2 separate regions of the Bos taurus genome follow, and region 2 is linked to region 1. The links are chromatin contacts, called in public Hi-C maps. All regions are on one chromosome and are shown on one strand. The core of a region is the stretch at or near the end of the contact, and the rest is flanking DNA. Distances in the headings are between cores, read along the strand shown.

What was found. Hi-C and Micro-C count contacts between places; a contact is called where the count stands out from the background.
Region 2: a Hi-C map of blood shows a contact between it and region 1, with 2.4 times the contacts expected there. The contact joins the enhancer-like site here to the promoter of MAML2 in region 1. A contact is called at or near these places in 2 of 11 Hi-C or Micro-C datasets (blood and skin fibroblasts).

The regions. Positions count from the first base shown.
Region 1 is chr15:13,885,469-13,890,994 of ARS-UCD2.0, forward strand. It overlaps MAML2 (mastermind like transcriptional coactivator 2), which reads left to right and starts at 2,569. Exons shown (of 5, transcript NM_001098050.1): 1 at 2,569-3,304. The coding sequence starts at 2,786. MIR1260B (microRNA mir-1260b) reads right to left here and starts at 3,254; the gene lies at 3,155-3,254.
Region 2 is chr15:13,994,472-13,999,595 of ARS-UCD2.0, forward strand. The region is part of intron 1 of MAML2 (mastermind like transcriptional coactivator 2); the gene reads left to right. Among named protein-coding and RNA genes, the nearest start is that of MIR1260B, 110 kb to the left of the region's middle. Within about 2 kb of position 1,305, at least 95 of the 102 cell types and tissues checked have an H3K27ac peak or open chromatin away from gene starts, as enhancers often do. A contact at or near this core is called in blood and skin fibroblasts, where this site is marked.

The sequences.
Region 1 (5,526 bases), core at 1,319-3,818:
CAGAAGATAATGTATAATGAATACACCTTTTAAAAACCAAGTCTGAAATGATCAGAACTCCTTCACTTTTTAATGACACTTCATGAGAGAGTTCTCCTTTCAGATTTGCATACCTAAAAAAGATATTTCTGCCTTTCTCCATGAGTGATGACGAACTTAGCCTTGGAAGGGACAGACAGCAGTATGTTCCAATGAAAAGTTAAAAGTTACATTCCATCAGAATGCACTTGTCCCAAATTCCAAAATAACATTCTAGAATTCGTGAAAATAAAATGAACTAATGTAGGCCAGCCTATCGAGAACTAAACTGTAGATAAATCCAGTCTTAAAGTGTTTGCACTGATCTTACTCATTTCTGTCCACAGCTCAGTTTGAAGCAGGACCTTGTCACTGAGATGCCAGAGGTGGTTTAAATTAACAAAGCCCCATTGCTTGACACCTCAAATCCAAATGACTTCCACATGAGCATAACAGACTATATGGTCCTGACTAGAACAATATTGTGCTCACTTTAGTTTATCCTCCATAATTGGTAATCGGCAGAATCCAACATGCATTTTGAGAGCTTAAAGGTAGGATTATCTGAAGATGAGGAGACAACAATGTGTGTCAGAGATCTATTTGTTTTGTGTTAGTGAACTTGAAACTGGACTTCTGTATAATGATTTTCCTCGTTGTATATGTAAACAGACTACCGAGAAGGCCCCAGATCTTGCATTAGGTTTGTCATAGGGAATCTTGTATTTTCAGAAAAATCTGTTGTGTTTTTTTTCTTTCTGAGAACTGGTATTTGTAATTTCATCGTGGTAGAATATTTTAGTTATTTTTACTGATATGCTTGTGATCCCAGATTGACTTAACCAGAGACAGACAAAACAGGCTAGCAGGTAGACAGACTCGCCTGCCCTTTAGGAGCTAACGATGTTAATTTCTTCTCTGCACCCACTCCTCCGTTTCTCCCAATACGCACACACCCTACGCCTCCCTTTCTGACACCCAGGAACATTTCCTCCGTGTTCACCTAACTCTCGCTAGAGTGCTCAGGGGTGTCATTGACAACATACTGAAAAATGAAAGTGATATCCTCGGGGGGTGGAGAGGGGAAAGCGTAACGGAGATCTGGCAGGGAAAATACATCCCCTGGCCGGGAATTTCTGCACCATTTCGGGCTGGTGAAGTAGTCGGGTAGAGGTTGGGGAATTTCCCCAACGTCCCGCCCTCCTGCCCGAGCCGAGCCGGAGTGCGAGCTGCGCGCGCCGACGCCGAGATGCACAGGCTTCGGGATCCTCCACTTCTTGCCGCTGGGAGGCCCTCTGCGTTCCCCTTTCCCCGCGCCGGCCGCCTTGCTCGCCCGTGCAGTGGCACCCGCCTTCCACCAGGGAGCCTCGGGCGAGCGCTCCCCCGCCCTCCGCCCCCCACCCCCCTGCAGCTCGCTGGCTCTCTCTTTCTCCCTCTGTCTCACTCTCTCTCTTTCTCTCCCTCTCCTATCGGAGCACAATGAAAGCCTGTGTATCGCCGTGACTCCGGGCGGCGGAGCCAGTGTCAGCCCAGCGGCGAACAACAGACGGGAAAAAGAGAAAGGAAAAGACCGGCTACTTTCTTTTCCATCTCTCAAAGCGGAGCAATCCAAGAGATAGAACCACATTGCTTATTGCGAGTCCAGACCCTCAGATCCACTGGCCGGGGATGGAATGTACAAAAGTGGACAGAAAAGTGGCTGGACATGACTCGGTGCAATTTGCTGGAAGTTTGTAAGTTTGACCATCGTTTGTAAATTACTCTCGGAAGAGTTTGTCTCTCTTGATACTGTATTAGAATCGAGCCGGGGGTGAGGACTAGAAACGTAAGCGGGAAAGAAGAAGGAAAAAAAAATATGTTGAAGGATCTCTCTCTCAGTGGCTAGTGACTTCAGACTGCTTTCATTTAAGGCTGGGAAACCTTAGAGGGAATGAGGATTTTACCGGTGATTGGATTAGCTGAAGAAAAAAGCATGGTCCAGAAGTCCAATTACTGACATTAACAATTGAAAAGCTGTCTCCCTCTTTGGGGAGAAGACCACATCCTACAGCACCCCCAAAGAGGAGAAAACACCGGAGCAAAGGGAAAGGGAGGAAAAATTAAAAGCCAAAAGACAGTCTCTGTTTGATTTTTGTACGTTTTGAACATTGACTTCAAAAAGCTTCTGAAACAGCACTTTAAAAAAAAAAAAATTGAGGAAAAGTAAAGGCCGTGGGTTACAGAGAGCATGGTAGATATGGGTTCCTCTGCAGAAACATCCCCATAAAAGAATCTTCGGAAACAACTAGGTGAGGGGGGGAGTCCAGCTCTCTATTAATACCTCTCACAATTCCCTTTGCTGTCTGTTCCTGTCTCTTGCTTGACAATCCCTGAATTCTTGCTCTAACCCCCAGATCGTGTGTTTACAAAGTACCTAGTGGCTCTTGTCAGCTTGGTGGGTGGGGGGGGCGGGGGAATCCCCACTAACTCTCTCCAACTTCTCCAGAGCTGTCAAATACAATTAGAGCAAGTTGATCAGGGTTTGTTTCCAACTTATCCTCTGCCATTGGTTTCTGTTCTTCCTCCTCACCCTCTTTTTACTCACTCCCCTCCCCCATACCTTCTCCACTACGCACCCCCCCACACCGCCCCCAGCCTCTGAAGACCTCTATTCATGTGGTCCTGAGCTCTGAGCGCACATTGTCAAAAGCAGATTTGCCTGTGCTAACCGGCTATAGCCTCCCACCACCTCACCATCCCACGGGCAGCAATCATTGTGTCCAGTAAGATGGGGGACACAGCGCCCCCGCAGGCCCCCACGGGAGGGCTAGGGGGGGCCCCCGGGGCGGGGCTCCTTGGAGGGGGCTCGGTCACCCCGAGAGTGCACAGTGCCATCGTGGAGCGCCTTCGAGCTCGCATCGCCGTCTGCCGCCAGCACCACCTGAGCTGTGAAGGACGCTACGAACGGGGTAGGGCCGAGAGCTCGGACCGGGAAAGAGAGAGTACCTTGCAGCTCCTGAGCCTCGTCCAGCACGGCCAGGGGGCCAGGAAGGCCGGCAAGCACACCAAGGCCACTGCCTCCACTGCCACCGCGACAGCCCCTCCGCCGGCGCCCGCCGCCCCTCCGACGGCTTCCCAGACGGCAGCGCCCGCGGCCCCAGCGCCCCCGCCGGACTATCATCATCACCACCAGCAGCACCTGCGGAGCAGTAGCAGCAGTGGTGGCAGTGGTGGGATCGATGGCGAGCAGCAGCAACAGCCACCGGCTTCCACCCCAGGGGACCAGAGGAACTCGGCCCTCATTGCGGTAAGACACCTGGTTTTCTCCTCATTCTGTCGGTGGTCTTGTGGCCTTCGGTCAGGGCGGACGCTGGTCTCGGCCTGATGCCGAGTGGAAGACAGTGCGGAGGGCTGCGGTGCCACCTGACCACCCCAAAGGCCGTTGGGCGTCTGGTTGGTGCTGTGTTGTTAAACCCTTCTCCTCAAGTTCTGCGGTTGCTTGTGCATTGGTTTTCCTCCACCTGTAGAGTATTTCTTAAAGGGTAAGAAACTTGAGTTTCCCAGAGTTTTCTCTGGGGTCGGCAGACTGCAGAAAGGTTGGCTCCAAGCTGCAAGATCTGAGCCACTGAAGAAGGCCTTGCCTCAAGGAACCTCTCGCTTTGGCAGGCCAGCGCTGATTAGGCCCAACAAGCCATGCTTAGCCTGAAAGCGTTTGTTTAGCAGCCAGTCCAGCTGACCTTTAGCCAAGCCTTTTCCTTCTTGTCCCATTTCCCTTTCCTTCTTTGAAGTGGCCCCTTCTCCTTGGGTCAAGAGAACACAAGTGGTCATCCCTAACAGAGAAAGTTCCCTAAGCGCCCCCTCACTCAAAAACTTGGGGAATTCTCCCCAAGACGGGTGAGGGAATGTTTTTGAGAGGCCTGCTCCCTGGTTTCCTACAGACTCCCCCACTGTCCCCACCTAGCTTCTTTCCGCAGGCACTGCAATCAGAGAGTGCTGACTTGCAGCCTTCAGTAAAGTGTGCAGGCACCAAGGGGCTGTTTCCAGTTTTTCGTCCTAGAAAGTGCCTTGTCCTCTGCCACTCCTGGCGACAGAGTACCCGACCTGAGAGTTGTGATTAGGCTTCTGGCTGGAAGTTCTTCCTCAGAGGCGCAGACACACCCCACCCCAAAGGGAGTAGTCCTTGACTCATTGGTTTCTGATGCCAGTCCTGGTCAGGTGATCGCCTGGCCTGTGCGGGCTTTCCCCCCAAAGCTGCTGGGGCCATGGCCTCTGGGTAGAAGGTGGAGCCCCGCAGCCCTGTGGCCCTGCAAGCTTCCTCCGTTTCTGAGTTCCTTGGGGCTTCAGAAGTCCCGTGTCCACTCGCGGAACAGCTCCCATGTGCCCAAGCCAGCCCTAATGAAAGTCAGCAACAGGAAATGGCCATCCAAGCTGAAATGTCCTCAAAAAGCCCAAAGGAGAGGAAGGCACTGGGTCGAACTCTTTCTTGGAGGGAGCTTGAGAAGGAGCTCTGGGGAGAGAGCATCCTCTAGCCAGGCCCCTGGAAGCTTCTCTGTGGTTCCTCCGTATCCCTGGCCTGGGTCTCTGGTGGTGAAGTTTCTAGAAAGTCTGGGGGCTGAATTGGTTCTGTTCTGTTCCACCACACACACACATTTTGCCTGGGATGCCTAGAACTGCAACTTCCTGGTGCCAATTCCAGATGAGAGATAACAGCTAACAGTTAAACTGCTCAATGTTTGTTGTTTTATCCTTGGATACAGTTAGCCTGTGGGGTTATTTCATGCTTTCAGGCCTAATTTCCATTCCTTTCCACCTGCTATATCCTCACCTCTCTCTGGAATTCCCTAGGACAGCAATGGGAGTTTGTTTCATGAAAGAAAGATGCTGGGGGTGGGGAGTAGTGGGTAAAGAATCACTCGAATGGAAAGAAGAATGAGGTTTGTATGTGTGTGTGTCACTGGCATTTGCGGCCAAAAGCATCTAAATGCCTTGATTGTCCTCAGTAAATTTATAATCTGTCTGCAAGTCTCCCAATAATACAGCCTTGTATGCTTCACAGTCTCCTGGTAAGTGTTTCTGGGGGTGATACAGGGAACTAGGCGCCCAGCCCCAGAGAAGACAGATCTCTGTCCTGAGTGCCAAGACTGGATGTGGCCTTCACATCCCAGCGGCTGCAAGGAAGGTGTCTGCTTATGGCCTTGTTCTTTCTTTTTTTTTTTTTTTTTTTGCTCTCCTCCTACTTGGAAGGAAGCTGAGGCTGCCTCTTTTTCTTGGGGTTTTGGGGATGCGAAATGAAACCAACTTCAGTGGTGATTGTAACTTTATGTCAACAGTGTCCGTGCTGGGAGGTGTCTGGCCTCTCCCGGCTGGAGGCTTAGTGCCCTAAGAAGCCAGAGGTAGCTGCTCTGTCTCTCCTTTTCTAAAGGGGAATCTACTTTCTCTCTCTCTCCTCACTATCAGTCATCTCCTGAAACACCCCCTTAGAGGGGCTCCCTCTGCAAGCGCCGCGAGGATTGATGAGATGTGCTGTGC
Region 2 (5,124 bases), core at 55-2,554, 110 kb after region 1:
CTGATGTCTGAACTTTTAAAATATACTGTGTTTCCTATGTTTCAATTTGATAAAATAGATGTATAAGTTTAAAAAAATGTTTTGTGTATGTCTTATCTATTTGATTGAATGCGTCTTCCAGATAATAGACATTTCATATTGGATGGATGGATGGGTGGTTGCTTTGAGTGCAGGTGGATAGGTACAAGTCACAGCTTTGCTACATACTAACTCTGTGGACTACAGCAAATTAAAGATATAAACCTCTGTTTCTTCAAATGTGCATAATCATAGTTCTAGACGGGGTTGTGGAGATTAAAATAAATTATGCATGTAAAGAACTTTGTATCACAGTTGGCACATGGTGAGGGCTCAGAAATATTAGCTGTTGTTATTACTCATATTAACATAAGAATACATGGCTTTAACCACATAACCCATTTTTTTTTAAGAGTAAATTGTTACAACATGTAAGAATTATGAATGTATTGACTGTAGCAGATTTGATACCAGTAATTTTCTAATCACTATTGCTCAAATTCTTCCATCCATAGGAACAGGGAAGGGTAAAAGAACCGGAAGCTTCTTTATCTAATTTTAGAATTACAAGCATAGCTTAGATATGAAAACATTCAAAAGCTTTACTATGATACAACAGCTGGTTGTATTATGTACCATGCCTTATTAAAGCAGCATCATTTCGTGCAGTTTAAAATGTTTATAAATTCTAGGTAAGCATTCTTAAAATAGGTCTTTCCCTCTAGGGTGACACCGAGATTCCCAAAAAGGGTGATAATATTTTATTAATAAAAGATCTTTAATGGGGTTGCGATCATTAGGCAGCATTGCCCTCAGATTGTACAAACTTTCACCTAGCCTTCTCTAGAGGAAGAACCAGCCTGATTTTTTTAGGCAAAAGAGTTAGTCACTGAGGTCTGCTCTAATTCCGTTTTCCCAAAGAGAAGCCTGCGCAGAAGGAGGGCGCGCAGGCAACCGGAGGGGTTAGGTCGCGCTCAGCGCAGGCTGGCTGTTCCAAGGGCACTGTCCGCTTTCCCCCTGACTTGCACGGCCGGGCACCTCTTCTCGGCGGCCTGGGGGCCCCCCAGCCCCAGGCTGATGCCAACGGGCGGTAGGCTCCTCGGCCGAAGCTCTGCTAGGCCCGCGCGCCGCGGCTGGGCTGCCTCCCGGCGCGCGCGTACACACGCGCAGCTTGTTTGGAACTTGAGCAACGCCTCCTGTTTTCTTTCCACCCTATTTCTGTTTGTGCAGAGCTGGCCTTTTCTGGCAGGAAGTGCCAGCCATTTAAGGAGTGCAGGCGATTCCCGACAGCCGGCCCCCTCCCCCGCCGGGCCGCCTTGCTCCCAGCTAATTGGCCTGGAGACCGACCGGGCTTAGCCCTGCGAAGGTTCGCATTTTAAAAATGTCTTCTTTTGTCAGCTTGAGATTTTCCAGCATTTAAAAGCGGAAAGGAAGCGAGGAATACAAGGAAGCTATTAAAGATATATTAAATAAACTCTACTGGGAGCAAGCGTGTGTTTAAGAGAAAATCTGTAACTTTTGCAAGGGAACTTTTGGTGATTGCTTATTATTTTAACAAAGAGGGAGGGAAGGAGGGACAGAGAGAGTTGGTTTTGTCCCTGAACTGGAGAAGCAGATGTTTAAAGGAGAGGGGCAGGAAGCAGCTCTGACAAATTAAAGGATTTTTGATTGAGTTCATGAGCTAAAGTTTCCTGCCAGTAATTCATTCAACCCTAGGCTACATAAAAGAAAAACCCTCATAATTGAATTTTAATCGCCCAACTTTTTAACATACAACCAGAACAGTCAAGTAGAGCTGCCACAGGTAAAACAGAAATAACGCTGTAAACTGATCGTAGATGATTATTTATTGGCAGTTTTTAAAAAATTATGATCTCCTTTGCTTCATACTGCTCCTCCTTTTATGGGTGCCTGTGGACCAGAGGCTATCCTTACAGTCTGTGTAAGTTAAAATCCTTTGTGCAGACTTTTTTTTTTTTCTTTAAGCTGTTTTGTGAGCAGGTGCAGATGGCTTTCATGATCTGAGCCAATTGAAATGTTCTGTTTCAGCCTGCAGAAACTGAGGTTTTAAAAAAATGAAACAACCGCGTTTTGTGCTGTATCTATAATTCAGCTGGAAAATGTGTTCTCCATTTTATGATGAAATCTGCCACTTCTGTTTCTTCTCTTAATGAATTTGGTTTGTTTACAGCCTTAAGGAAATCTTGTCACTAAAAGCCACCCTCAACATGCCTGCAGTATTTTTCGGTCTGATGATTTCACAACCAGGGCCATTGCAAAATAAGAGTAAATGGGTTTTTTTTTTTTTTTTAATCCCTGGAGATTTTTAAGAACTTTTTTTTCCTTTCTTTTTTCTTCACAGTAAACAGTTTCAGGAAAACTTGGAAACATTTGAGACTTCTGTACCTTTTCGTAAATATAATATTAAATAAGCCAGTTTTCTTAGTGAAGTCTTAGAGTCTTATACCAAGTGCAGAAAGTAGGGAGTCCATGCATCCTAAAAACTCTAGGTTTGGTGCTTGCAGTAATGAGTCCTCCCACAAAACAAAGTCAAGAGCAAATTAACTCCTCTGGAATACAGAAGGTTCTGTGGCCCTCACTGGTGATAAGCCACAGCTCTGTACTCAGGCACACTCATATGGGCAGGCCATAAACCAAATGGCCATAGCCAAAATCCAGAAGCACAGAATGGGCTGCACCTTGAACTGAACAGACCCAAATGTCAAACTGTAACTGAACCAAAACATGTCCATAAGAAGGCCTGATGAACTAGTTTAAACCAGCATGATACTTACGTACTTTCTAACATGACTGAACAAAGCCAAACTAGAACTTCAAAAAAATTCCACAGACTTAGCTTGAAACAAACCAAGAGCTCATTGGTCTGGATCTGTGTTCCTGTGTTGTTTACGGGATCCCAGCTAGAAATGAAGGGTTTGGATCCTGCTCTGATATCGACCCTCAGGATAATGACTGATCCGAGGCTACCAACTCAGGAAAGAAGTGTTAAGGGGCAATACCTGGTATGTTGTCAGTGAAACAGAAAAATCACTCAGTTGTGTCTGACTCTGCGACCCCATGGACTACACAGTCCATGGAATTCTCCAGGCTAGAATACTGGAATGGGTAGCCTTTCCCTTCTCCAGGGGATCTTTCCCAACCCAGGGATCAAACCCAGGTCTCCCACATTGCAGGCAGATTCTTTACCAGCTGAGCCACAAGGGAGGCCCTGAGATACAAACCCCAAAGGACAATGTTTCTCACCCTTGGTGCAACTGAGAGTTTGGACTGGATAATTTCCTTTGGTTTGGAGGCGGGAGGGGCGGCAGGGAGGGCTGTCCTGTGCATTGTAAGATGTTTAGCACCATCTCTGAACTCTACCAACTAGATGGACTAGATTCGAGTTTGGCATTGTCAAATATCTGGGGTGGGCAGTGAATTGCCACCTGCTGGGAACCACTGCAGTAGTCATCAACGTTGTTTCCAAAATGCTGTTGTATCAGTTGTATTGACTGTATTAATATCCAGGAGATATTGGAAAGAAAAGGTGTACATATTTATCTGCCCAGAAGGATCATCTAATAGATGTTTGTCCTTCGTTCAGAGCCGGTTTCTCTACTACAGCAAGAAGCCCTTTATGTTAGAAGCTAAGGAAAATACTGTAAGTTATAGAAGTTAAAAGTTATTTATAAGCACACATTTTTATAAAAACTTGCCCTCACACCAATTTATGGTGTCAATAATAAAATGATTCTAGAATCTTCTGACCACACAGTGTTTATCTTCATACTCTGAAAAAAAGTGGCAGAAATATTTCAACACATTTGAGTCTAATATTTCTAGTTCACAGTGTAGGGAGATGCTGTTTGATCCAGCCTGCCTACATACCCTACAATGAATTATTATATATCAGAGTGTTATTTCGGGAGAGACATCTTAATTATAACATTTTGTTGTTGTTGTTTGTGTGTATATAGTGTGTGCCTTTGAAGTAAAACTTACAGTTATTCTGTGCTTCAATGAGACTTTTCATTTTTACATATTGTAACGGTACCTTTCCCTTGGCAATTTTCATTTGTGAGGAAGACTCATTTGTACATCAGAGCATTATTTGGAACAGTGGGTTTTGCCAAGATTATAATGTGGTAATTGCATCTAAAATTGAGCTGTGCCAAAACACTGCAAAAGTAATAATAAATCCACTAAATATATAACACTGACACAGACAGTTCATCAACTTTTCTTTATATTGTGAAAAACAAACCAAATTTTCTTTTCTTTTTTTTTTTTGGTCTGTGAGGAAAACATGGGGAAAGAATCATCACCGTATAAAATTGAACAGCTAATCGAGTTTTCCAAATGGTTTACTTTAATGGTGATTTAGCATTCTAAGGCACAGACTCTTAGCTTTTGTTTAGCTTTGGTCTTTAATGTAGATTATAAATCTAACCACTATATAGCAACAAAGAAAAAAGTTATTGGTTAATATGTCCTCATACAATGTACCTGATGACAGTGCCTGTGAAGCTTTTAATAACAAGAAAATATTCCCTTAATCTCCATTGATCCCTACAACCACTCTGTTCAGAATCAATGATTTTCTTATTTTACCAATGAGAAAACTGAAGCTTGGAAATGTGATGAAGACATGAGCAGGTCAACATAATTGTGGGAGGGATCAGGGAGAGAGGGATACAAATATTCCAGAACTTACTGATCTATCTGCCTCTTTGACCATCATTCTGCTCTGTTATGTGGCCACCACTGTGCTCTAAGATGTAGGTGCCATTATTCCATTTTCTTAAGATAAAAAAACAGACTCTAAGTGGAAACTCTATGTGGACAGCTTGTAAATGATAGCCCTGGAATTTTGAAACCAGAACCTGTGACTTTTTTTTTTTTTATTATTGATTCCCTGGTACCTTGAAGTGAAAAACATAAAAGAAACTCAAAGTGCATTAATTCACACTTCACGTGTAAACTCTTAAACATGAAAAAGTACAATCACATTATGTATGGCCTCAGTTTTTAGGAAAACCAAAACTTTCAAAGTTCTTGATTCTGTCCCAGGGATTTGCCTTTACTCTGAAATTGCCCACAATATCC